Regions from separate parts of the Macaca mulatta genome. Here all the other regions are linked to region 1. The links are chromatin contacts, called in public Hi-C maps. All regions are on one chromosome and are shown on one strand. The core of a region is the stretch at or near the end of the contact, and the rest is flanking DNA. Distances in the headings are between cores, read along the strand shown. Region 1 holds the start of ZNF213 (zinc finger protein 213). Region 2 has its middle 6.9 kb from the start of MEFV. Region 3 holds the start of ZNF75A (zinc finger protein 75a).

Evidence for each region. Hi-C and Micro-C count contacts between places; a contact is called where the count stands out from the background.
Region 2: a Hi-C map of blood shows a contact between it and region 1, with 4 times the contacts expected there. The contact joins the enhancer-like site here to the promoter of ZNF213 in region 1. A contact is called at or near these places in 2 of 14 Hi-C or Micro-C datasets (blood and liver).
Region 3: a contact with region 1 is called in a Hi-C map of blood, with 4 times the contacts expected there. The contact joins the promoter of ZNF75A here to the promoter of ZNF213 in region 1. A contact is called at or near these places in 2 of 14 Hi-C or Micro-C datasets (blood and fetal cortical plate).

Annotation. Positions count from the first base shown.
Region 1 is chr20:4,369,630-4,374,269 of T2T-MMU8v2.0, forward strand. It overlaps ZNF213 (zinc finger protein 213), which reads left to right and starts at 2,288. Exons shown (of 4, transcript XM_015125449.3): 1 at 2,288-2,517; 2 at 4,281-4,640. The coding sequence starts at 4,396. LOC144337849 (a long non-coding RNA gene) reads left to right here. Exons shown (of 3, transcript XR_013411448.1): 3 at 1,059-2,020. It overlaps LOC106994927 (a long non-coding RNA gene), which reads right to left and starts at 885. Exons shown (of 2, transcript XR_001441618.3): 1 at 1-885.
Region 2 is chr20:4,497,227-4,502,283 of T2T-MMU8v2.0, forward strand. It overlaps the pseudogene LOC100425905. Among named protein-coding and RNA genes, the nearest start is that of MEFV, 6.9 kb to the left of the region's middle. Within about 2 kb of position 3,370, at least 36 of the 40 cell types and tissues checked have an H3K27ac peak or open chromatin away from gene starts, as enhancers often do. A contact at or near this core is called in blood and liver, where this site is marked.
Region 3 is chr20:4,535,434-4,540,223 of T2T-MMU8v2.0, forward strand. ZNF75A (zinc finger protein 75a) reads left to right here and starts at 3,271. Exons shown (of 8, transcript XM_077985481.1): 1 at 3,271-3,441. It also overlaps a transcript of TIGD7 not described here.

The sequences.
Region 1 (4,640 bases), core at 1,038-3,537:
CCCAGCACTTTGGAAGAAGGCTGAGGCAGGCAGATCCCTTGAGGTCAGGAGTTCAAGACCAGCCTGGCTAACCTGGTAAAACCCCATCTCTACTAAAAATACAAAACTTAGCCTGGTGTGGTGGCATGCACCTGTAATCCCAGCTACTAGGGAGGCTGAGGTGGGAGGATCGCTTGAACCTGGGAGGTTGCAGTGAGCCACGAAATTGCAGCACTGCACCAAAAAAAAAAAAGTTTAATATGTATTACTGTGGACCTGGGGACGCTACATCAAGCTGTTTCCCAGTTGAACTGGAATGCCACAACAAAGGCTGAACACTGTAAATGTCCAAATCTGGAGGAACAGAGGAAGGTAAACATTTGATTCTCAAGTGGAAGATCAAAGCATTACATTCTTTCTGGAGGACAGTTTAGAAATATGTACACAAAGTAATTTGGCAATTCCATTTCTGGTTGTTCTCAGGGAAATGTTCAAGCAAATGCATAAAGGTGTATGTAGAAGCATATCTACAAATACAGAAAGATGGAAACAATGTAAGTGTCCAAGGGTGGCAGACTTAAAAGATGAAAATTCTGCCGGGCATACTGGCTCATGCCTGTAATCTCAGTACTTTGGGAGGCCGAGGCAGGCAGATCATCTGAAGTCGGGAGTTCGAGCCCAGCCTGACCAACATGGAGAAACCCCATCTCTACTAAAAATACAAAATTAGCCGGGCATGGTGACACATGCCTGTAATCCTAGCTATTCGGGAGGCTGAGGCAGGAGAACCGCTTGAACCCGGAAGGCAGAGGTTGCAGTGAGCCAAGATCGGGCCACTGCAGTGCAGCCTGGGTGACAGAGCGAGACTCCGTCTCAAAAAAAAAAAAAAAAATATATATATATATATATATATAAACTATATATAATATATATATACACATTCACAGACATATAACAACAGTAAAACTGTAAGAACAGACTAAAATATGAACAGTGCTTATTCCTGGATGGTCGTATTAGAAATGTTTTTTACCTTCATTCATTAAACAAATATTTACTAGGCATCTGCCATGTGCCAGGCACAATTCTAGGTGTTCGTGGTAGGGCATTAAAAAGTGTCTGCCCTCATGAACACTTATCGTTGAGTCGTGGGAAACAAATATTACACAAGTATATGTCAGGTAGTGATAAACATTAGGGAGAAAAGCAAGGCAGAGCTGAGGCTGTTTACAGAGCTCCGGGAGGCTTCCTTGAGGGGGTGACGTATGAGCAGAGTGAGGGAGCAAGCCTTGTGGCTATCATGAGAAAGCTATCTTTATGATTTGCCAATTAATTTTCTTAATTTTCTCTTCCAAGCATGCAACACCTACAAAATTAAGACAAAACAAACCAGGAAAGCTCTTTCCATTTATGAAAGATATCTGGAGCCTGAGATTATCTTCGGGTCGAGGCGTGGAAAGAGTGGGAGAGGATCCGAGGGTATGGAAAGGAGAACCCCGAGCCCCCCTGCTCTAGATCCCTCAGGGCCGTTGGATCCCTGACGCCCCGCAGCTCCTGGTGGACGAAGCAGCTGGTGGGAGAGCGCGGGACTGCGGCCAGGTCAGTGTCTTCTTGCCGCGTCCTGCTAAGGCGACCCGAAGACAGAGGATCGCCGCAGGAGGCTCCGCGCCCCTTACCCGACGGCATTTCCCAGGAAGCTACACGCCTCTCCAGGGAATTGGGAGGAGCGGGACCCAAGAGGCTGGAAACAAGTCTCCCAGGCCCAAGCTCCACCGCCCACGGCCTTTCGGCCCTCACCTACGAGTTGGCATAGAAAGACCGTGGCGGAAGGAAAACGCCGCTCCAGCGCATCCCTTCCGGCGGAGCAGGCGCTCCACTCGTGGCTAGGCCATATGCCCTCTCCTTTCCTCGGGCCAGCCTTGGCTTCCCCTTTTTGTCGCTCAAGGGCCAGAGGCGCAAGGAAATGTGAAAGAAAAGCGGCGACGAAAGAAAACAAAGCAAATCTAGACGCAAAACGTTGCCTTTCCTCCCGGATGCAGGTGTATGACGCATATGGCGTTTCCGTCTTCTAATAGGGAGCCTGAGAATTCTTCCTGTTCATTGGCCATCAGTCAGGGAGAAGGCGGGCTCAGTGAACGAACGGCTTTCTGGGAGCTAGGGAATGCTTGCGCCGCGTAGTTTCCCAGCGAGCCCTGCGACCACTTCCGGCGCCGAGAACTGGCGGCGGAAGTGGTGTCTCCTGGGCCGCCGTGGGCGTTGTGTGTTTCGGGGGCGGGGGCGGGGACGGGGGCTCTGGCCGCCTGGCTCCGACATCAAGCACCGGGCTCCGGGTGGCCGGGATCAGCGCCCCGAGGCAGAGGCCGGAGGGCGGGCGCACTACTAGGAAGTGCTGGGTCCCCCGCGCCGCTCTGCCCTCTTGGTCCGCGGGCAGACGCCCCTGCACGATCGCCGCTCGCCCCGCGGGCGAGGCTGCGGGGGACAGCACGGGGCTCTGGCTGGCTCGCCTTCCCGCCTGCCGTGTCCTGCTGAGCGACCCTGGTGAGTCCTGGCCCTCTTCGAGGAAAGTCTTCTTCGAAGTCACCAGAGGATGAGAATGGTGCACGCACCTTTCAGGGGTCTTGTGAGGAGCAGAATAAATAAAGCGCCTAGGGTGGACTAAATAATTGGAAACAACCCGAATGCATCACTTGAGTATTGATTAAGAAACTGGAGCGTATCCGTACCGCGGAAGCTCATAGTGCCGCTGTCTGTGCAGTAAGGTCTCATTTATGTAAAAACACATGAAGCACCTTCTTTTTCTTTTCTCCCCCCATGGATGGCTTTTTTAGTAAAAGCACAGAGAAAAGGTCTGGGACGTCACTTGTCAGACTGTTAAGTCGGGGGGTACAATTGCATTGAGGAAGGGAGAGTTTTACGGACTTCTGTATTGTTTGAATCTTCCCCCCTTTTTTATTACGATGGTTTGTATTTTTTTTTTTTTTCTTTTTACTTTTTTTTTTTTTTTGAGACGGCCTCAGTCTGTTGCCCAGGCTGGAGTACGGTGGTGCGATCATAGCTCATTGCAACCTCAAACTCCTGGACTCAGGAGATCTTCCCTCTTCAGCCTCCCCAGTAGCTGGGACTACAGGAGCCCCACCCGGCTTTTTTTGTTTTTTGGTACAGATGGCGTCTCACATTGTCTTCCCAAAGTGGTCTTGAACCCCTGGCCTCAAGCAATCATCCTATCTCTGTCTCCCAAAATGCTGGGATTACAGGCATAAACCACCAAGCCCGGCCAGTTTGTATTTGTATTGTTGAAACAAAAAATCGATTACTGAAAATTGCATAATACACTTTTCAGTAAAGAGTAACGATGTAAGGTATAAAGGTGTCATACATTTATATGTACCTGTGGATAAATGGCTTTGGATGGTGTCTATGAGGCCTTCTGTGACACCTCAGGGCCAGATGTGTTTTGGAATTCAGAGGTTTTCAAATTTGAGAAAACTAATATAGTGCACATACAATATATCAAGCACATCTCCAGAGGGATCTGGGGCAACACTAAATAATGAAACACATCAGTTAAAATTTTTTAATTAGGCAGGGCGCAGTGGCTCATGCCTGTAATCCCAGCACTTTGGGAGGCCAAGGCGGGTGGATCACAAGGTCAGGAGTTCGAGACCATCCTGACCAACATGGTGAAACCTCGTCTCTACTAAAAATACAAAAATTAGCTGGGCGTGGTAGCTGGTGCCTGTAGTCTCAGCTACTTGGGAGGCTGAGGCAGGAGAATCGCTTGAACCCAGGAGGCAGAGGTTGCAGTGAACCAAGATTGCACCACTGCACTCCAGCCTGGGCAACAGAGTGAGACTCTCTCAAAAAAAAAAAAAAAAAGATTTTTAGTTGATGTATAATGTCCATACAGAAAAACACATCAGTGGGTATAGCTCAATGAATTTTTATAAACTGAAGATATATGTTATTAATATTTCTGCCATAATTTTGAATATTTACATTTAGTGGAATAAATTGAGATTATAAATATGCTTATATCAGGTCAGGTGGTGCTGCCAAATGATTGATATTGGGTTTTGCTTTCAAAGAGTTATGAAATACCCGGGTTTTGTATTTCTGGCTTTGGGATGAGAGCTTGTGGGCCTGTGTTAATAGAGATAGTCACATGAGCAAGGCATTACAGTAAAGCCTAGAAAAGGCTTCAGGGCCATGAAAGGATGGGACTGGATGGCTCTACAGCCTGGGGTTTGCTCCTGTATTCCACATCCTTCCTCCTCAGTCCTGCCATTTTGCTCTTTCCCCAGGAGTACACATCCAGATGCCGGCCCAGCAACCACAGGGGATCCCTCTGGGAGACTAAAAGTACAGGTTCTGGGGCCCAGGTTGAGGCCGACCAACCCTGAGCCTCAGGCCAGGGGAATGGCAGCCCCCTTGGAGCCCCAGGACCAGACCTCTGGGGAGGGAGAAGGGCTTCTGATTGTCAAAGTGGAAGATTCCTCCTGGGAACAGGAATCTGCCCAGCATGAGGACAGCAGGGATTCCGAAGCCTGCCGCCAGCGCTTCCGGCAGTTCTGCTATGGGGATGTGCATGGGCCTCATGAGGCCTTCAGCCAGCTCTGGGAGCTCTGCTGCCGCTGGCTGCGGCCCGAGTTGCGCACCAAGGA
Region 2 (5,057 bases), core at 2,120-4,619, 130 kb after region 1:
GGGAGTGATAAATTGGGGGAAAAAACAGCAGAATAATAGTTTTAGTGAGTACAGGGGATTGGTTTCATATTTTATTTTTTATTTTTATTTATTTATTTTGAGACAGTCTCACTCTGTCACCCACGCTGGAGTGCAGTGGCACGATCTTGGCTCACTACAACCTCTGCCTCCGAGATTCAAGTGATTCTCCTGTCTCAGCCTCCCAAGTAGTTGGGATTACAGGCGCACACCACCATGCCTGGCTAATTTCTGTATTTTTAGTAAAGATGGGGTTTCACCATGTTGGCCAGGCTGGTCTCGAACTCCTGACCTCAAGTGATCCGCCTACCTTGGCTTCCCAAAGTGCTGGGATTACAGGCATGAGCCACTGTGCCCCCGGTTTCACATTTTTTTTTTTTTTTTTTTTTGAGACGGAGTCTCGCTTTGTCGCCCAGGCTGGAGTGCAGTGGCCGAATCTCAGCTCACTGCAAGCTCCGCCTCCCGGGTTCACGCCATTCTCCGGCCTCAGCCTCCCGAGTAGCTGGGACTACAGGCGCCCGCCACCTCGCCCGGCTAGTTTTTTGTATTTCTTAGTAGAGACGGGGTTTCACCGTTTTAGCCAGGATGGTTTCGATCTCCTGACCTCGTGATCCGCCCGTCTCGGCCTCCCAAAGTGCTGGGATTACAGGCTTGAGCCACCGCGCCCGGCCGGTTTCACATTTTAATAGGGCACTTGAAGAAGGCTTTTGTGCTTGAACAGAGACCCAAAGGAAAAGGAGTAAGCCAGGTATTCATTTTGAGGATGAGCAGTCTTTGCCTATTTACAGAGTGCAAAAGGGGTAACTTTGTGCTTAGTGTTTGAAGAAGAGTGGTGGCTGGAGCAGAAGCAGGGAGGAGTGGATGGAGGGGTTAGAGAGGGAACTGGGGTCGCCTATCAAGTAGGAGGGCTCCCAGGACACAGCAAGGACTTGGCTCTTACTCTGAGATGAGGGGACACTGGAGAGTTTGAGTAAAGCAGTGACATGATTGGAGTTACGCTTTAAAAAAACACCCTGGGCCGGACGCGGTGGCTCACACGTGTGATCCAGCACTTTGGGAAGCTGAGGCAGGTGGATCACCTGAGGTCAGAAGTTCAAGATCAGCCTGGCCAACATGGTGAAACCCCGTCTCTACTGAAGATACAAAAATTTGTTGAGTGTGGCGGCGATGCGCCTGTAGTCCCAGCTACTCGGGAGGCCAAGGCAGGAGAATCACTTGAACCTTCGAGGCGGAGGTTGCAGTGACCCGTGATCGCACCACTGCACTCCGGCCTGGGTGAAAGAGCGAGAATCTTGTTTCCGGGGAGGGGAGGGGCTCTGGCTTCCATAAGAGACAAAAGAGGAGAAAGGTGAAAACAGGAGAAAGCAATCTATTGTCAAAACGCAGGAAAATGACTGCAGGGCCCTGAGCCAGTGTGGAGGCAGAAGGGTCAGATTCTGGGTAATTTTGAAGGCCAGGCTGACATGATATGGATACATTGTATACTGAGGGGTGTGAAGAAGCATCTAGGACACCTGTTTCTGGCCAGATTTTACAAAGGGCCCTTGTTGCTACCTTAAGGAGTTCGTGTTGAATCCTGCAGGCAGCTAAGAGTTTCTGTAGGATCTCCTTAATTTGGACCAACCCACCTGCCTATCCCAGCCCAGATTAATGAGATTTGCTGCCCAGGCCCCTACGCACAGATAACCATATTTGTAACTGATCTTTCTGACGGCACCTCCTGAGCAGGATGGAAACGGAGGGAGAGGAAGTAGGGTGTGGCAGGTGGCCTTACCTCTGCTTAAGGGCTGCAGTCATGGGGATCTGAATAGATCCCCACACCACTCACCAATGAGTTTCATTTGGAATGCGGTAACGTTAAACAAGAGGGTTTGTAAAAAATAAAGGCCTACACAGATTATTTATTCTGATTATTAAATCTAGGTGGAGAGTACGTGGGTATTCATGTTACTCCCTCAACTTTCCTGTGCTTAAAAATCTTATAAAGGCCGGGCGTGGTGGCTCACGCCTGTAATCCCAGCACTTTGGGAGGCCGAGGCGGGCGGATCACGAGGTCAGGAGATCCAGACCATCCTGGCAAACATGGTGAAACCCCGTCTCTACTAAAAAAATAAATAAATAAATAAAAAATACAAAAAATTAGCTGGGCATGGTGGCGGGCGCCTGTAGTCCAAGCTACTTGGGAGGCTGAGGCAGGAGAATGGCGTGAACCCGGGAGGCGGAGCTTGCAGTGAGCAGAGATCGTGCGCCACTGCACTTCAGCCTGGGCGACAGGGCGAGACTCCGTCTCAAAAAAACAAAAAAAAAAAAACAAAAAAACTTACAAAAACTTTAAAACGCTCTGTCCTACCAATACAATATTTATAGGGACATGACTAGCAGCCAGGCTTTGGACACGCAGTCCCCGGCCACCAGAGGGCTGACAGGCTAGCAAAAGGGACAGAAAAATAACAAAACTGTGTCTGGAAGGCAACTACCCCCCTTGTTTTTCCTTTTCTTCTGTTTGTTTTTTGAGACGCAGTCTCACTCCGTCGCCCAGGCTGGAGCGCAGTGGCACGATCTTAGCTCACTGTAACCTCTGCCTCCTCGGTTCAAGCGATTCTCCTGCCTCAGGTTCCTGAGTAGCTGGGACTACAGGCGCCTACCACCACGCCCGGCTAATTTTTGTAATTTTTAGTAGAGACGGGGTTTCACCGTATTAGTCAGGCTGGTCTCTAACTCCTGACCTCGTGATCCGTCCGCCTCGGCCTTCCAAAGTGTTGAGATTACAGGCGTGAGCCACCGCGCCCGGCCCTGTGTTTTCTTACCAAGAAGCAGAACTGACACTCTCTCCTTTGGGGCTCCGTTTGCTGAATCCTGCCGTCTAAGGCGCTTCCCACTTCCCTTCCCTGCCCCCTGCTGCTGTCATTCCCACGCATCACCCTGTTTTGCAACTGCTTGTTTATGAGTCTGTAAGCCACGAAGTGGTGGGAAATACGAGATTCAAGTATCTGGTGGCCGTGTGACGTGGGTAAGTAACTCGATTTTTCTCAGCTTCCGTTTCCTATCAAATGGGTTGTTCTGGGAATTCGGGGAAGTAACAGTGCCGGGCACCGCGGGAGGAACCGCCAGCTGCGTCCTCGGACGTCCCCAGAGCCCGGGGCGGCGCCTGGCATGACTGTCAGGAGCGCCTCTGTGGAGAGGACAGTGAATCCCGACCGGGCACAGCCGTCCCTTCCAGGACCCCTCCCGCCGACGCCCCGCGGACCCCACGCCCGAGCGGAAGTCGGCGCCACTCCGGGGGTCTCCGGCCCGGCCTCTCCTCCCTGGCCCGGCGCCCCGAGGGGAAGCGGCCTGGGGGAGGAGACCTGCAGGAAGAGCGGCCGAGGATAAAGAGGAACTGTCCGCAGTGCGCCCGGACTCGGAGAGGCGCTAGGGTCTAGCGAGACCCGACCCGCGCGCAATTTCCGCCGGGGTCTCGGGCTGCCTGCGGGACGGAAGGGACCCAGGGCACCTTCTGCCGAAAACGTGTCTTCTGCTGAGGGGCCCACAGAAGGCGCGACAGACACTCCACTATGACCCTGACGCCCCGCCCTCACACGCACGCACATGCGCGGAACACTCCCAGAACCACATCTCCCAGAGTGCCCCGGGAGCACACGAGCCAATTGGAGGGCGGATAAGCGGGGGCCCACGTCTCCCAGAGGTCTCCGGTTCGCGGCTTCGTTGGTCTGATTGGCAGCCGCGACAGCCTATAGCGGCTTTTCGCCGGAGGGGCCGAGCGTCCTTTACCGGGAAGGAGCGGCTGTTGTCGCTGGTATCCCGGGAGCGGCGCCGGGAAGTGGAGTCGTCGAATTTCCGGACGGCCCGCGGCCCACGGAGATGGGACGTCCTGGGGCTGTGCTGACCCCAAAATCTTTCCACCCGTTATTAGCCTGTCGCCCTTTTTCGTTCATGTTTACAGCAAATATTTTACGAGCGCCTACTGTGTCCCACTTACCGTGCCACGTGCGAGTATGCACGTGTCAGGCAAGATCCCTGTTCCAAAGAGGCCGAGAACAAATAAATGGTAATTACCAGTTATAACAAAGCTGTGAAAGGAACAGATATTTCAGCCTAACAGCAGCACTGCCGTTTTCTCATTTATAATTAGCAGAGGCAGGCTAGAGCAAGGATTCTCAAACTCTGCCCCCTCAGAACCCTAGAATACAGTTTCTGAAACTTGTTTTTTGCTTTTGAACAAATCTAGTAACATGCTATGAGCGGAGAGGTAATGATTTGGCTCAAAGAAGGCACATGTATCTGGTTTCTTATTTCAGGAGCTTCATAGGCATAGACCTCCCTCCTTCCCTTCCCTCCCCCCCAACTAATGCCAAATCAGCCACTACTTTTTAACTGTTTTACATATTGAACTGTCAAGAAAGAGTTCCTTTGATCCAAGTGTATTGCAGCCCACGAAAAAGCTTGGAAACCCAGCTAGATGGTCTGTTTTTCTAGTTCCTACGTTCGATTTAAGTCCTACCCATCAAGACTACTGTCTTCAGGTAAGCATATCGAGGCCGTATTCACCTTCATGGTAGTCTCAGGGACACTTTCTTACACAAATGATGGTAATCATCCTAGATCATTTCCCTGCCTGCCACACTTGCCAGTTAGTTAGAAACTGTAAACCACTTAAATGTCTGTTACCAGGGCACTGGCTGAATAAGTTTTGGTGAATCCATTCCTTGGACTACACAGCATCCACTGAAAACAGTGCGGTGAATTTCTTTTGTTGTTGTTGTTTTTGTATTTTTTGAGACGGAGTCTCACTCTGTCGCCCAGGCTGGAGTACAGTGGCGCGATCTTGGCTCACTGCAAGCTCTACCTCCTGGGTTCACGCCATTCTCTCACCTCAGCCTCCCCAGCAGCTGGGACTACAGGCGCCCATCACCGCGCCCGGTTCCTTTTTTGTATTTTTAGTAGAGACAGGATTTCACCGTGCTAACCAGGATGGTCTCCATCTCCTGACGTGTGATGTGCTCGCCTCGGCCCCCCAAAGTGCTGGGATGACAGGCGTG
Region 3 (4,790 bases), core at 2,021-4,520, 170 kb after region 1:
GTGATGGAGCATGGAGAAGATTACAAGAGAATATGGTAGTAATTAGGGTGTGGAGCCAATGGCAGGCTAAGATCAAGCAACTTTCTAAATGAGGCAACTATAAGGCAATTAGTAAGTGGTAACTCAGAGATAAATCTTGGTTTATTTCTTTCACTTGTAAATGGAAAAATAAAGTATCTGCTAACCAATAGCAGCACCATTAACTCCAGCCAGTCACCTAGCAAAAATATTCAGTTCACTATGGCAGTTGTGTGGGTGTCTCAGAATTAATGTATTTGCTTTCAATGCTTCTCAGCTGTACCGTCGTCTCTTTTTTTTTTTTTTTGAGATGGTGTCTGGCTCTGTCGCCCAGGCTGGAGTGCAGTGGCGCAATCTCAGCTCACTGCAACCTCTGCCTTCAGGGTTAAAGCCATTCTCGTGCCTCAGCCTCCCAAGTAGCTGGGATTACAGGCACGCACCGCCATGCCCCGCTAATTTTTGTATTTTTAGTAGAGACAAGGTTTTGCCATGTTGGTCAGGCTGGGCTCGAACTCCTGACCTCAAGTGATCCACCCACATAGGCCTCCCAAAGAGCTGGGATTACAGGTGTGAGCCACTGCGCCAGCTATGGTCATCATCTCTAAAACAGTGCCCAAGCAAGGGGAGGTGAATGAAACCAAAAGGAAAGGCTCGAGAAACATTTGTGGGCTTCAAAGGATAAGCCACTATGGCAGCAAACCTCACATAATGAAAATCATCAGTGGCCCTCATTCACTATTCACAATTTGTGCCTTGCATGCCTCTTTTTCCCATGAATCCCTTTTCCATTTTCTTCTCCCTTTAACCAACTTCCTAACTATATTATGAATCAGGCCTGTCAACGATATCCAAGGGCACTGCTTAGCACTGCTAGCAGAACTTCACTTATTCAACTTAATAAATGCTAATTATATATTCAGCATTGGGCCAAGTGATAAGAATCTTAATGCTGAGGGCGTTACTGTCCACTGGTTCTGATAGACTGAGAACAATACTTACTTCTGAAGAAATGAAGTCCCAACCTGGCTGAGATATTAAGGAAATGAACCTACTTAGACACATATTCAAGTGACTTAGGCAGACGCTCATTATTAAATCTGTTTATCTTTCTCTCTCACTTAAAAGGGATCAAGATCTATGCCTAAGATGAGTTACATCCTATCCTATCCAAAAGCAAACATAGCATAATGACCTGGCAATGGCCTCTCATCTTCATTCTCACCTTAAACTTACCTTAGATGAACTGCCCTAGAAAGAAGCTCGGTCAAAAATGCTCAAATGGTGCTCCAGGATTTACTTTCTTTTTTCTTTTTTTTTTTTTTTGATACGGAGTCTCGCTCTGTTGGCCACGCTGGAGTGCAGTGGCCAGATCTCAGCTCACTGCAAGCTCCGCCTCCCGGGTTTACGCCATTCTCCTGCCTCAGCCTCCCGAGTAGCCGGAACTACAGGCGCCCGCCACTGCGCCCAGCTAGTTTTTTTTTGTATTTTTTAGTAGAGACGGGGTTTCACCATGTTAGCCAGGATGGTCTCGATTTCCTGACCTTGTGATCCGCCCATCTCAGCCTCCCAAAGTGCAGGGATTACAGGCTTGAGCCACCGCGCCCGGCCCCTCAGGATTTACTTTCTTAAATGCACTCTTTTCATTCCCATTCAAAGGACTGCAGTATAAGTTCTACATAAACTCGTTTTCTAACTTTTAAAACTCTTCCTCTAAATGCAGCCCAACTCAGTAAAAACGTACTTAAGATCTCACACTCTAATAATTTCCAGCTTTTAAAGCCTTTACTCCCACCCTTCCCTCTGCCTGGAATGTGTCTCCATACCCTGCTGTGGACAAAATCCCTGTGGACAAAAGGTCTTTTATAATTTCCCCAACCCCAAATCAACTGATTTTCTCGGAGTTCTCACAGAATTCAGTTTATGTCCTATTCTTACTTTGTGTTACTGATATTCATGACATTGCCTCAGTCCTTTCAATAGACTGCTTAAGGACAAAGACGTCTTTTTTTTTTTTGAGACGGAGTCTCGCTGTGTCGCCCAGGCTGGGGTACAGTGGCGCGATCTCGGCTCACTGCAACCTCCGCCTCCCGGGTTCACGCCATTCTCCTGCCTCAGCCTCCGAGTAGCTGGGACTACAGGCGCCCGCCACCACGCCCGGCTAGTTTTTTGTATTTTTAGTACAGACGGGGTTTCACCATGTTAGCCAGGATGGTCTCGATTTCCTGACCTCGTGATCCACCCGCCTCGGCCTCCCAAAGTGCTAGGATTACAGGTTTGAGCCACCGCGCCCAGTCAAGGACAAAGACGTCTTACTCAGCTCTGTAACACTGGCTACGCATAGCTGACTTAATAGTCCCTTGACTGCTATAGGCTGACGTTACAAAAACTGGTAATTCGGAAACCACTCATACTGGACTTATTAAATAATCCCTCAACTGGTACAGACTGACATTACAAAAACTGATTAATTCAGAGATCACCGAACACCCAAAACACTTAGATTCTTATAACTATGATTCAGTAAATATGTGTGGAATGCTTATCTTATCCAGGTGACTATGTTAGGCGCTGCATGAGATACGAGATGAAAACAAGGTTCCCATTTTCCTGGGAAGAATACTGGAGTGGAAAACGCAGAAGATATCACAACAGGAGAGCTATTTCCGATTAGCCGCCGCCACTGCTGAGCTATGTGACCCTGAGCAAGTCATTAGGTCTTCGTTTCTCTGTCAAGGAGAGGTAGAAAAAGTACCTATTTCACAGGTTCAAACCTACCTCACAAGAAAAAATAGTTGTGGGGAATGCGTCACGAGACCTAGAAAACGGTACAAAACCCTCGGGGGGCCGTTGTTTCTGAGCTAGCCAGTGGCCCGACCCGGACAAAATGCCTCTACGTCGAGGAGGCTGCGACGAGCCCAGCAACAGCTCGAGCGCTGCCGGCCGGGCCGCGGGAAGCCCGAGGACGCGGCGCGCGCAGCTGGGCGGCGACCCTTACCCGGCGAGGCTCCCGGGCCCCGACAGCCACACAGAACAGACGTGGCAGTGCGACGCCTCCCCCACTGGGGACACCAGACGGCGACAGCCACGCGGTGAGCCGGTGCAAGGCCCTCTAGGCTTCCGCGGGTCTGGAGACTCGGTAGCGTTAACCCTTCCCCACCTCCGGGGCCGGCAGCAGTTTCTCTGGCGAGGAAGTAGGCCGGTTTCAGACGCCTTAGCCGGAAGGCGGGCCTCCGCGCGCCCTCGGAAAGCGTCACTTCCACTTCCGGCCGGCTCTCGGGCTCTGAGCCTGGACAGGGCAGCGGTAGGGCAGCACCGCTGTCGGACGGCGGTTGCGCGCCTCAGATCGGCAACCTTCCGCGCGGCGGCTTGAGTTTGAGCGTCAGAAAGCGAGGAGCGGCCTTCACGGAAGCCAGGCTGGCCGAGGTAACCGAGAAGCAGCTTCCCCTATGGCTTAGACCCTGAAGTCGCTGAAGCGGCGGCGGCCGCAGGGGGGCAGACATTTTCCGTAGGCGGCGGCCGCGGCGCTTCCGGGCCGCGCGGCTGGATCCTGAGGCGGGGCCCCCGTCGGGCTCGAGAAACCATTCTCTCCCTGCTTTTCGCAGCTATAGTCCAGAGGCGCGGCTGAAGCTCGCTGGGACACTGCCCGCTTGCCTAGTGCCCGCCGGCACGCCTGTCGCAGACACAAGCTGTGGCGAATCCGAGTGCTGGCAGGCAGCAGTGCCTGCAGCTCCTTTACCTCAGACCCTTTACCGCCTCCGCTGGCATTTCCGTGTCCGGCTGATGTTATGCGGTCGGTTGAGCCTCAGGGCTAGCGGCTTCTGCTGATGCAAAAACACAGGAAGTGTCTCTGTGCTTCCGGAGCCGGGGTGGGCAGCGGGGCGCTGGCCACTTCTTTGAATACCGGTGGCATCCTGGCCAGAATTTCGGTGCCGTTTCTGCTGGCTTACTTCAGGAAAAGTGAGGCTCACGGCTCTCCTCAGCCCCACTTAGAAGTCTAAATGACCTTCCGAGAAATGTAAAGTCAGCAAAAGTTTCACTTTCATCGTCACCAGCTCCTATTGGAGTTGATATTTCGTAGACATCAGCGACAAAAAGAAAATATGACTTGATATTTTGTAAATAAAATATCCTTTCTTACGTGATATTTTGTAAACAGACCAGTTGTGATTTTGTCCAGATCAAGTAAGCACAGTTAAAAATGCGTGTAGGCCGGGCGCGTTGGCTCGCGCCCGTAATCCCAGCAATTTAGGAGGCCAAGGTGGGTGGATCACGAGGTCAGGAGTTCGAGACTAACCTGGCCAAGGTGGTGAAACCCTGTCTCTAATAAAAATACAAAAATTACCCGGGCATGGTGGTGTGTTCCTGTAATCCCAACTACTCGGGAGGCTGAGGCAGGAGAATGACTTGAACCCGGGAGGTGGAAGTTGCAGTGAGCTGAGATCACGCCACTACACTCCAGCCTGGGTGACAGGAAGAGACTTCATCTCAAAAAAAAAAAAAAAAAAATTAATATAAATCATCTGCATGGCAGGCTTTATGTGTCTTGCAAAGAAGAATGATGGGCATATTTTTGCTTACTTGGGAGACATGGTCTGAAAATAGTTTACTTTTTTACTTTCCTTCTGTAGTAACCCCTCCCCCCACTTTATCTGGGTTTCACTTACCCGCTGTCAACTGCGGTACAAAAAATATTAAATGGAAAACTCTAGAAATAAATAGTTCATAAGTTTTAACCCTTTTTTTTTTTTTTTTGAGATGGAGTCTCGCTTTGC